Regions from separate parts of the Mus musculus genome. Here region 2 is linked to region 1. The links are chromatin contacts, called in public HiChIP or PLAC-seq maps. All regions are on one chromosome and are shown on one strand. The core of a region is the stretch at or near the end of the contact, and the rest is flanking DNA. Distances in the headings are between cores, read along the strand shown. Region 1 holds the start of Nrros (negative regulator of reactive oxygen species). Region 2 has its middle 14 kb from the start of Zdhhc19.

Evidence for each region. HiChIP or PLAC-seq counts read pairs in DNA pulled down with a chosen protein or histone mark.
Region 2: a contact with region 1 is called in an H3K4me3 HiChIP or PLAC-seq map of pro-B cells, with 4 times the contacts expected there. The contact joins the enhancer-like site here to the promoter of Nrros in region 1. A contact is called at or near these places in 13 of 39 promoter capture datasets (the 3T3-L1 cell line, 3T3-L1-derived adipocytes, the C10 cell line and 8 more) and 11 of 115 datasets of contacts at active chromatin or transcription factors (VIP interneurons, bone marrow-derived dendritic cells, embryonic stem cells and 4 more).

Annotation. Positions count from the first base shown.
Region 1 is chr16:32,162,668-32,167,739 of GRCm38.p6, forward strand. Nrros (negative regulator of reactive oxygen species) reads right to left here and starts at 2,927. Exons shown (of 3, transcript NM_001347181.1): 1 at 2,713-2,927.
Region 2 is chr16:32,508,133-32,513,206 of GRCm38.p6, forward strand. No RefSeq gene overlaps it. Among named protein-coding and RNA genes, the nearest start is that of Zdhhc19, 14 kb to the left of the region's middle. Within about 2 kb of position 1,654, at least 87 of the 459 cell types and tissues checked have an H3K27ac peak or open chromatin away from gene starts, as enhancers often do. A contact at or near this core is called in fetal liver and pro-B cells, where this site is marked.

The DNA.
Region 1 (5,072 bases), core at 1,677-4,176:
CGCTAGGCATTGTAAAACATCTGTAATCCCAGCATTGAGGAGGCTGAGACAGGAAGATGGTGAGTTTGAGGCCAGCCTGTGCAATTTCATGACCTGTTCTCAAAACAAAACTTTAAAAGGGTGGGAGGCAGAAGAGAACCCTGACCTGGCTGATCAGTGGAAGAGCCTGACCTAGCGTGCCCAAGGTCCTGCATTCAGTCATCAACAGCAAACAAATAAACAAATACCATGGCCACCAGTACAGCTCTTCTAAAATACTTCAGAGTGCATATAAAACAACGGAACTCTTTAAACATTCCTGTAAGTAGGGGCTGGAGAGACGGCTCAGCAGTTAAGAGCACTGGCTACTCTTCCAGAGGACTTGAGTTCAATTCCCAGCAACCACATGGTAGCTCACATCCATTGTTAACTCCAGTCCCAGGGGATCTAATGACATCTTCTGACCTCTGGTCAATCACCTTAGTTAAGTAAACACAAAATTTTGAAAACCTGTCAGACCAACGTTGAGGAGGCTGAGGCTGAGAACAGTCCCCTTGGGGAAGTTTCAAGTGTCTTGGTGGGTGGTTACAAGGACCATTAACTTGCCTGAAGTTGAAAGATGTGGCCCCAGGCCGGGCAGGGAGAGAGCTGATGGCTGAGGGTCAGTGCTCAGTCTTAGCATCCAAGGGAGACAAGGAAAGCCAGGAGATACCAGGGCTACCAGAGATAGACAGGGTTCACTGAGCAGAAGCTGTGTGAAAGAAAGTCAGAGCCTCAAATGCTATCTCCTGCAGAGAAATCCCCTCCAGATTGTTATCTTTCTTAGAGGTAGGGCCAGGCAGCAGCACTCAAGGTGAGCCCACATACAGTGCCTGAGGGTGGTAAATGTGGAGGCTGGGGCTTGAGGAGGGGAGTCCCTGGGGACCTCACAGAACTTTGTGGCCACGCTGAGCGCATCACTGGTCCCAGCCTTGTTCTTTGTACCCACCTCACTGGTGAGAACCAGGGCAAAGTTCTACTTCCTCCTTTGTGCCCTCTGCTGAGGCTAAAGTCACACACTGAAGACACAAAACGTTGGGTCTCAGCCCCTGATTCTGTTTGTCCTGAAAAGTCTGTCTAGCAACTTCATTTCCCCCGCTTCTGATAACAACTGCTTGGTTGCTTTTTTGGGGGGGAAACACACACTCTCCCTCCCTCCCTCCCTCCCTTCATCTGTTTTATCACATAAACTCTATCATTTAGCCATTTTCAGACCTGCAGTTCAGCATTGTTGACTACATTTTACTGTTCGACCAGACCATGCCTCCTTAAGAAGTCCAGGTTTTGTTTCTTTGGGTTTTGTTAGGTATTTTGGTCCGATCCCAATCCTGACTCCAGTCAATAGGGACTACGAAGGAGGCTGGCCCTGTTACAATCTTCTGTGTCACTGGCTTATATTAGACACAGTACAGAAGCTAGTTCCCCAAGAATCTATCCACGGACAGTTCTATCACTAAGGAGAAAGGGTTTGCCTCCTGCTTCACAAGTCAGGCCAGTGGAGATTGGCTTAGAAGCTAATGAGCTCCAGGACAGCCTGGTGGAGTGTGTACCATTGTCCAGAGTTCTCTCGAAGGACCAGTCAAATGAAGGCACCTTCTCTTGTGAGGCTGTTTGGTTTTGATTTTAACCTAAGTGTTGAGGTTTTTTGTTTTGTTTTGTTTTTTGTTTTTCTGGGCCCATGAGTCTATAACCCCCTCTAGGAACTCTGGGGCTCACATATAAAGCTCATAGGGGGTGTCCCCAGGCCTCAAACACCGTGAAAACTGTCCGTACCTCACGGTCAGTAGCAGAGAGAGACACTGGAAAGCCTTCCTTAGTCTGCTCCGATCCTAGTTACAGTGGGGCACGTGGTCATCGCCGCAGCGCAATGGTGAGCTAGCAACTGCAGGGAGAGCAGTGCTTTTCCCTGCCCAGCTCCTGAGTGCGAGCGAGCCTGTGGGTAGGTCCATGGATGTGTGTCTGTGCCTGCAGAGGCCGAGAGGACCACAGCAGAGCACTGAGCAGGAGTCAGGAGAGCCTGGCTCTAATCTCTCTCTCTGACACTTGGGTAGCTGTGGACCAAATAATACCCCAGCACAAGTTACCCAGGACAAAGGCTCTAGGAGAAGGGCTTTTGCTGTCTTCTGGATGTACACACACAGCTGACCCTGGGAAGATCCCGGTTAAGTAAGTGCGACTGTGGATGGATTTCCGTGTCTTTGCCTGTGTAATGGTGGGTCTCAATTTATGTTGATGGGCAAAGGAGTCGATGCAAACACCCGTATGCTGAGTGTTCACAGCGTCCTCTCATGACGTCCGGTCACTCAGACTAGGCAAGGAGCACTGACCACTGTGTAGATGAGGAAAAAAAAGGAGGCTCCGAAAAGTTCCCTAACCTGTTCACACTCTCCCTGAAAGAGCCAGGAATCAAACCATAGCTGGTTGTAAAGCCCTACGTGCCTCTCCCACATCACACACCTCCTCTCTCAGCTGTAAGAGTTCCTGAGACTTCCACCTACACCAAAGGTGTAGCCCCCCCCCCAAATCCAGCCCAGAGGCGGAGAGACTGGATACCACAACTTCACAATGAGCCTGAGCGCGGCGTGCGTGGGGTGGGGGAGCTGATGCCTAACCTCCCACCACCCAACCCGGTCCCAGCTCGCCCACCTCTTGTAGCCCGGCAATGCTCAACGAACCCACGCAAGAAATACTCACTGCTCCCGCAGGCCCAGGCGGCTCCGCGGGGCGCATCGTCTCCAGGGCCCCAGCCTCCTGGACAGCACTTGCCGCTGCTGCGCTGCCTACTCGCTCTGGGGCATCAGATTATTTTAGCACTTGCGGAAGGAACCAACGGAAACTGAAGTCACATGGAGAGCTCGCCTCTCAGCGACTCAGCACTCAGCCCGCGTCTTAGAAGGAACTGCCACCGCGGGGGGTGGGGTGGGGGTGGGGTTGGACGAGGATGCAGGTAGCACATGGCCCCTCACCAGCAGGGCTGTCACTCTACAGGTGCAGCCTGCCAAGCTCTGTTAGGTCGTCGCTAAGCATGCTCTTGTGGCTCCTGCTTTGATGGCACATGGGAACTAGGAGTCCTGGCTTGTGGTCTGCTGTTCCAGGAACTCTTCTACAGGCTTCTATCCAAGGGCCAGCTTGGGGCAGAATTCAGTGAAGGGCAACACAAATTTGTTTAATTGGAAAGGGGGACGAGTCCGCCATTTAGAAGGGTCATCCATCCAGTCGTCTGTTTTCATCTACTCAGTCAGTCCTTAACTAATCATCTTTTCTGGGCACCGTACTTCTTAAAAATTAAGAAAATAAATAAAGGGAAAAGGAAGTCGGCAATGGCAGCACGCACCTGTGATCCCAACCCTGGAGAGGTTGAAGCAGGAGGATCAGAGTACAAGGTCATCCCAGCCCAAAGAGCAGGTTTGGGGTTGCCCTGGGATTCGTGTGACCTGTCACACACACACAAAATAAACAAGAAGGACAAATGGAAGAAAAAGAAAGGTTTTTGTCTACTGGTTTTTAACTGACCCCGCGTTGCAGATAGTACCATAAACTTCTTGGCTCTATTGAGTACGGGTGTTCAACAGCGTTGTTTTGATAATGCTGTGTAGAAAGTTCACTGTCAACTGTGGCAGCATGCCTAGCTAGCGTCTGCACGGATCCAGACCTGACCTAGTCCCAGCTCTAAGATGGAGAAAAAGACATGAGCTCCCAGCCCCAACCATCCACAAAGGAAAAATCATCTCTCAAGGGAGTCTCACTGAGTATACAAACCACACCAAAGGGCGGCTCCATGCCCTGCAGCAGGAAGCAACGGGGATGAGGGCTGGGGGGGGGGGGTTCGTTCAAAAAACTATGTAAATTAATTATACAGCCTTTAAATTTTTTTTGAGATTAAAATATAATTTCTCCCTCCCCCTTCTCCCTCTAACATTCCTATATATCCCACCCTGTTCTCTTCCAAATTCATGGCCTCTTCCACTTTAACTGTTTTACATATATATGTAAACACACACACACACACATTTATTCACTTGTAAAGGTAACAATGATGGCACCATTGAAGAAGAAAACAAGTGTAGAGAAAATTGTGTCACACTAAGGTTTCTGACTCAAACTTTTTCCTTTGTGTCTACCAGTGTGTGGCTAACTCTTATCTCTAGCACCAAGCTTCTTTTCCAAGAAAGGGCTTGTATTCATATTTAAAACATTTATTTATTTATTTATTTATTTATTTATTTGAGACAGGCTCTTTCTACATAGCCTTGGCTGTTTGGGAATTCAGTATATAGATGAGGCTGGCCTCAAATTCATAAAGATCCACCTGCCTCTAACTCCTGAGAGTTAAAGGTGTGTGCCACCACACCCGGCTATATTTTATTTTTATTTTACAGGTATGAACTTCCAGTCTCAGCCTCCCAAATGCTGGGGTTACAGGTGTATGTCACATTAGGAATGTTCTTTTTTCTTTTTTTTTTAATATACTTTTATTTTTATAAGGGAGTATGTGTGTGTATTTATGTAAGTGAATGTCATGTGTGTAGATGCTTAAGGATACCAGAAGAAGTTGTCAAACCCCCTAAAACTAGAGTTACAGGTGATTGTGAACCACCACATCATGGCTGGGAGAGAACTCAGGGTCTTCTGAGAGAACACTGAGTGCTTTTAACCATTGAGTTATGTCTTCTGTCCTAGGAATGGTTCTTGAATCTGATTGTTGTGTGACTTTTCTTGGGGAGATCTTAACAGTTATTCACCACAACAAGGCATTGATGACAGATCAAAGAACCAATTCCACCCAAATCTAGCTTAGAGAGCCGGTGAGTTTCCTGGGGTTACTTATAGGAACACAGTGATTCACCAAGAAACCTACCCTAGCATGAATGACAACTCACAAAACTGCACTCCCAGAGACTCCTACACCCACAGGTGGCTCCCCACTAGATTCTCTCTATAGATTACTGTGTTATGGGCTTGGGGAAGAGAGTCTTATGAATCTTGCATGTTTCAGGAGCTTCCTGGGTTGCTTTTGTTTACTTCCTGCATCTTATAAGCCTTCTTCCTTCTTC
Region 2 (5,074 bases), core at 404-2,903, 340 kb after region 1:
GCTTCTTGAGAGAGGGCTTGGGGGCTTTTCTCTACTTTTACCCTTGCTCGACTTTTCTAGGTGGAGTTTTGGATATGCGTCTTTGACGTACGAAAAGTTAGCCCAGGCCAGGTGTGGTGTCACATGACTTTAATCCCAGCACTCAGGAGGCAGAGGCAGGGAGTTTGAGTCCAGCCTGATCTACAAAGTGAGTTCCAGGACAGCCAGGACTATATCGACCCTGTCTTAAAAAAAATACAAAAAGTCTCAACCCAGCTTGGCCCTTCTAGAAGATTCTGGGGAGCACATTCTGGGTTATTATGGGAGCACATTTAACTGTGGGGCTAAAATAGCTCTGTGTTACATGGCAGCGAGGACAGGATTGGTATTTTTGAACCACTAAGTGTGTCTACCTCTGGGTGTGACTCTCCAGGTGTGTGCAGAAGGGAACATCCCAGCTTCAGGAAAAGGGCAGTCAGGGGACTTCCTCTTCCCCCAAAGGAGAGCTCCCCAGGTAGCCTGGGCCTGGGTCAGAGAAATAGAGGGGTCCAGGAGCCTGGGCCAAGACTTGGATTAAATCCTGCAACTTCCTGGCTCTGAAGGGGTACCTGGCCCACTTGGAGGCTTTAGGGAGGCTGGCTGTCTTCAGCCCCACGTGGCCTGGGATTGTACTTATTGGCTCCTAGGCTCCAGGTTTGCAGGGAACTCACCCAGCCTCAGGCAAGGGGCCTTCAGAGGCTCAAGCATGTTGTTATCTTCCCTGACTCCTTAAGGCCTCAGTTACCCAGCAGGACAAGGTTGTAATTTTCTTCTGATTCTCAAGAGGCTCTGAGTTCTTCAAAGGCAATCGCTCCTGCTCTGGGGTAAAGATTCTAGGTTTCTTTGTTCTTCCCAATTGAGAATTTCTACAGCTCTAGGAGGGGCCTAGCCCACCCCTTCTCCGAGGGCCCTTTGTCCTTCCCTAGATCTCAGGCGAGGCTGGCAGGGCTTCAGTTGCTCTGCTCCCACTTTCTCCTCTGCCCCTTTTTGCAGAACCTACCTTTGCTTCTCAGACTTACCCCGCCCAGTCTTTGGCTGACAGATAAGGTGAGAGCTGTTATCAGAGCCCCAGGAGGGGGCCTGCTGTCCGCATGCCCAGCATGCCCTGCCTCCCTCAGAGGAAGGGTCAAAGCCAAGAAGGACCATGTGCCAACTTGGAGCCGGAGCCCCTCTGTGGGATCCCAGCCAGCTAGGTCCTAGAGCCAAAATTATCTCGAGTCATCCACACAGCCTTCTGGGAGGTAGGGACTTACAGGGCAGGACAAGTCTTGAGTGACTGACTAACCAGACCTGCTGCCAACTAGTATGTTTGACAGAAGTCACTTGGCTCAGCCCAGCAGTCCCCACAGAGTCATTTACCTCACAAAGAGTCACAGGCTTTGACTTTGAGGGTGAGGGTCAAAGACAAGCTACCACCATCAGTTTCAGACAGGGTTTGGGGGCTACTGGGGGAAGTGGCTGGCTAAGATAACCTCCTGGCAGAAATGGCAGGCAGCCTGGTGGCTTTCTGGTTTCTACTCTCAGCTGCCCCAGCAGGGGAGCCAGCGCAGTAGCTGCAGAGCTCAGCTCTCTTACCCTAGGCTCAGATAAGCCAATGCCTCAGCAGTCAGGGAGCTGATAAGGAGGCTGCAGAAGCCCTCTGCATCCTGGGCCTCCCGATAATGGTCCCTACTGCCTCTGGCTCACCCGCCCTGCTCTGCCTTAACCACTCCACCCAAGGGGGGCCCTGCAGTGGCTGAGGGTGGGGCAGGGCAAGAATGATGGGGCAGAGGAGACTACTACAGAGCCCGTCAGGGCCAGGCTCCTCACACTTCATAGGGCACAGGTTCCTCACACCTCAGATGCATGGGTATGGGTCCTTGCTAGTCACCTCATGGGCACCTGGGTCTAGTGTCAGGCCCCTAAGAGACCTTATCTGGGGATTGTGTGTCTTTAGTTCTTAGCAAACAGATGCAGCCTGGGGATGAAGCCCTATTCCTGGTGACAAACCTTTACTAACCCCCATTGGGTCCAGCCTATGCGAAGTTATTTATAATATTTCCTTTCATCTTCACACCAACCCTGCTAAGTTGCTATTCTTGGTTTAGAGACGAGGAGGAAAACAACATTCAACAAAGCAGTGACTTCCCCTGGCCATGCTAAGTGGGAAAGCCAACCCCCTCCAGGCCCTTTCCCATGACACGGTCTTTAGCGTGAAGACTACGGGCTTCTCTAGGAAGCAAGGTGAGCGGTCACAAGTCACAGCACTGTCACAGGCATTGACCAGGCAGAGTCAGACTCCAGCACTGGCCAGAGGCTGCTTAGTCAATGGTAGGCATCACTGAGGGTGACCCAAGGGCTGCATGAGGCCGGGCTGCATTGTGTGGCCTGCTTAGGACTTCATAATGCTAGTCACTGTAATGGCAGAGTCCGCTGCTGCCCCGTTTAGAGTCGGATCCTTTGGGGCCGAGCAGTGATGGGGGAAAGGTGCTGTTTCAAGGGGAAGTTTGTTTTACAGAAAATCAACCGGTGGGGTGTCTCCCAGCCAAAGGAGTGTGTGTAGACTCGGTTGTAAAAGCTGGGACTCCCCTGCCGAGCAGTATCGTGGCCTTGGGGCCATGGCTGTGCACTTCAGTTAAGCAATCAGCTTCAGCTTGTGTTCATGACACCTCAGGCTGAAGGAAGTCAAACACCACTTGTTATTCCTGGCTCCTGTTTCTCTGTGCCCCGGCCTCCATCTTCAGCCTCACCTCCTCTCACCTCTCCGCTCTCCTCTCTACTCCCTCTCCCTTCCTTTTCTTTCCTCTTCCTTCCGTCCTCTTTCCTGTCCCATTCTTCCACAAGCTGCTCTTCAGTTCTCCATCCCTTTGACTACTCCCACCCTCACCCCCACCCCGCCCCGCCCCGCCCCGCCCCTGCTTTTCCTGGATGAAAACTTCCAGGAACTCAAAGTCAATGAAGGACTTTCAAGTAAGAAGGTATAATTGTGATTCGTGGAAGCTGTAGGATCTGGTGCAGCACAGGAGGGCTGAAGGCAGACTCTGTACAGGGAGCCTTTGTCTGCTTCTTTCTGCCTGGGGGGAGGGGGGGGCTTCTGCAGGCCAGCCGTTGCTAACTGCTTTCTGACTGGGGCAGTTTTATTTTGCTATGGGAATGAGAGATTCCAAATTGGTGAGGGTGGGGACCCTATGGGCCATCTAACCACCTCCCTTGTTCCTCAGGGAGAAGGAAACAGAGGATGAGGGCTTCAGGGAGGGTTTCCCTTGGAGTCGGTACAGCTCAGGAAAGGCTAGCCTTGGCAGTCTCCAGGTGTCGTCTGCCTTGTGCCCTTTTCCATGCCCTGTGCTAAGAAAGCTGGACCAGGTCTTGGCCTGTAAACCAGGAAGGGCCTAAGGACTTAGCTGCTTGACCTCAGCCAGCAGGATCCCAATGCTGACCTCAGGAGCTATACTCACGGTGCTGTTCTGTGTGCCAGGCACTGGGTTAAAGACTTTGCTTGCATTAGCTCATTTAATCCTCAAGCCAGCACATGAGGCACTGCTAGTACCTTTGTGGATGTGGCTCTGACAGTCCCCAGACCTGCAGGACTCCTCCTGGCCTGGCCTGGGATTCCTCCTTAAATGTTTAACTGTTGGAGCTCAAACCAAGATTTCCATGTATTCAGGGCAAGCACCCATCACTAAGGTACCATTTAAAAATTTGAGACCAGGTCTCATCAGAGTTACTCAGGCTGGACTTGAACTCTTTCCAAAGCCCAGCTGGGCAGTGAACCTGTGACCCTCCTGCTAGAGCCTGCAGGCAGATGGACTCAGGCTTATGCCTCCAGGTCTCTCACACCTAGGACTCTGGCTCAGTGAACACGATTCTGGCCTGACCTCGATGCCTCAGTGGCCCATTAGGATCCCTTGCCTGAACTCGAGTCATGCTAGAACTCAGCCATCCCTAGCAGCAATGGAGATCAGGAGCTCAAAGAAGGGCACTGACTCTGGGCAGAGAAAACTGCACTGGGAACATCCGCAAACCATTAGTTTCTAGATCTTTCTTCACAAGCCTTGGGCAAAAATGGAGAGATGCCTTCCTGCTGGCCCCTTCCTGGCCAGTGCAGCAAGATGCTATGCAAACAGCAAGGGCGGGTCTCCGGAGATGCTGTGCAGGAGTGGAGCGGGCCTCTGAAGATGCTGGGTGGAGCAGGTTCTCTGCTTCCTACAGCGTGTCCTGAACATATCCCAGCCTCTCAAAGTCACCCTTCCTTGCCTGCTAACAGGCAAGTGGAGCCAATGTCTGGTCTTGAATTCAGTGTTGGATGAGTCTCTACAAGGTGTAGACTGTCTGACAGGAATGAAGGTGGGATGGTTGCCAAGGTGACAGTGGTACAATCTTAGTCTACTTAGTCTAGTGTCCTCGCCCTGTGAAGGATCCTTCCACCCCACCTCAATGAGCTCACAGTTTCACACGGGATATACAAAGGTACTGTCCTTTTCACCATTTGTATTGACATTATAGACAGGTTCTAGCCTTGAAACTTGCTCTTTAGCCCAGACAGATCTTGAATTTACAATCCTCCTGTCTCAGCCTCTCAAGTAGGTAGGATTAAAGATCTGGGCCACTAGGCCAGGTTCCTATTCTCTTATGTTTTCTTCTGTCTCTGTCTCTCTCTCTGTCTCTCTCTCTGTCTCTCTCTCTGTCTCTCTCTCTCTCCCCTCCTCCTCCCTTTGCCCTTTCGTACTCTGGATTGAGATGACTTGGAAGCAGCCAAGGCTGTAGGCCACCTCATTAACTCCCAGGCACTAAGCTTAGATCACCTTTCTGTGGTGACCTTTTTAGCTCCCTTCCCTTTCTCCAAGTTATCTTCCAGGGGAAGGAGCTAGGCCTGGTCTTAGGGGACAGGAGTGAGCCCCTTGGGGACCAGGGCTGGGCCCTTTGGCTGCCATCTGGCAGTACAGTCTGGAGCCTCCCAAGCCCCTGCTGTGAGGCCTCTGGGGTGAAAGTGTCTGTCAGGCTGTGAGGTGGGTCTGTGCCCAGTTCACTCTGACTATCCAGAGACTTGGGCTGTTGGCCTGGCTCGGAGAACGGGTTC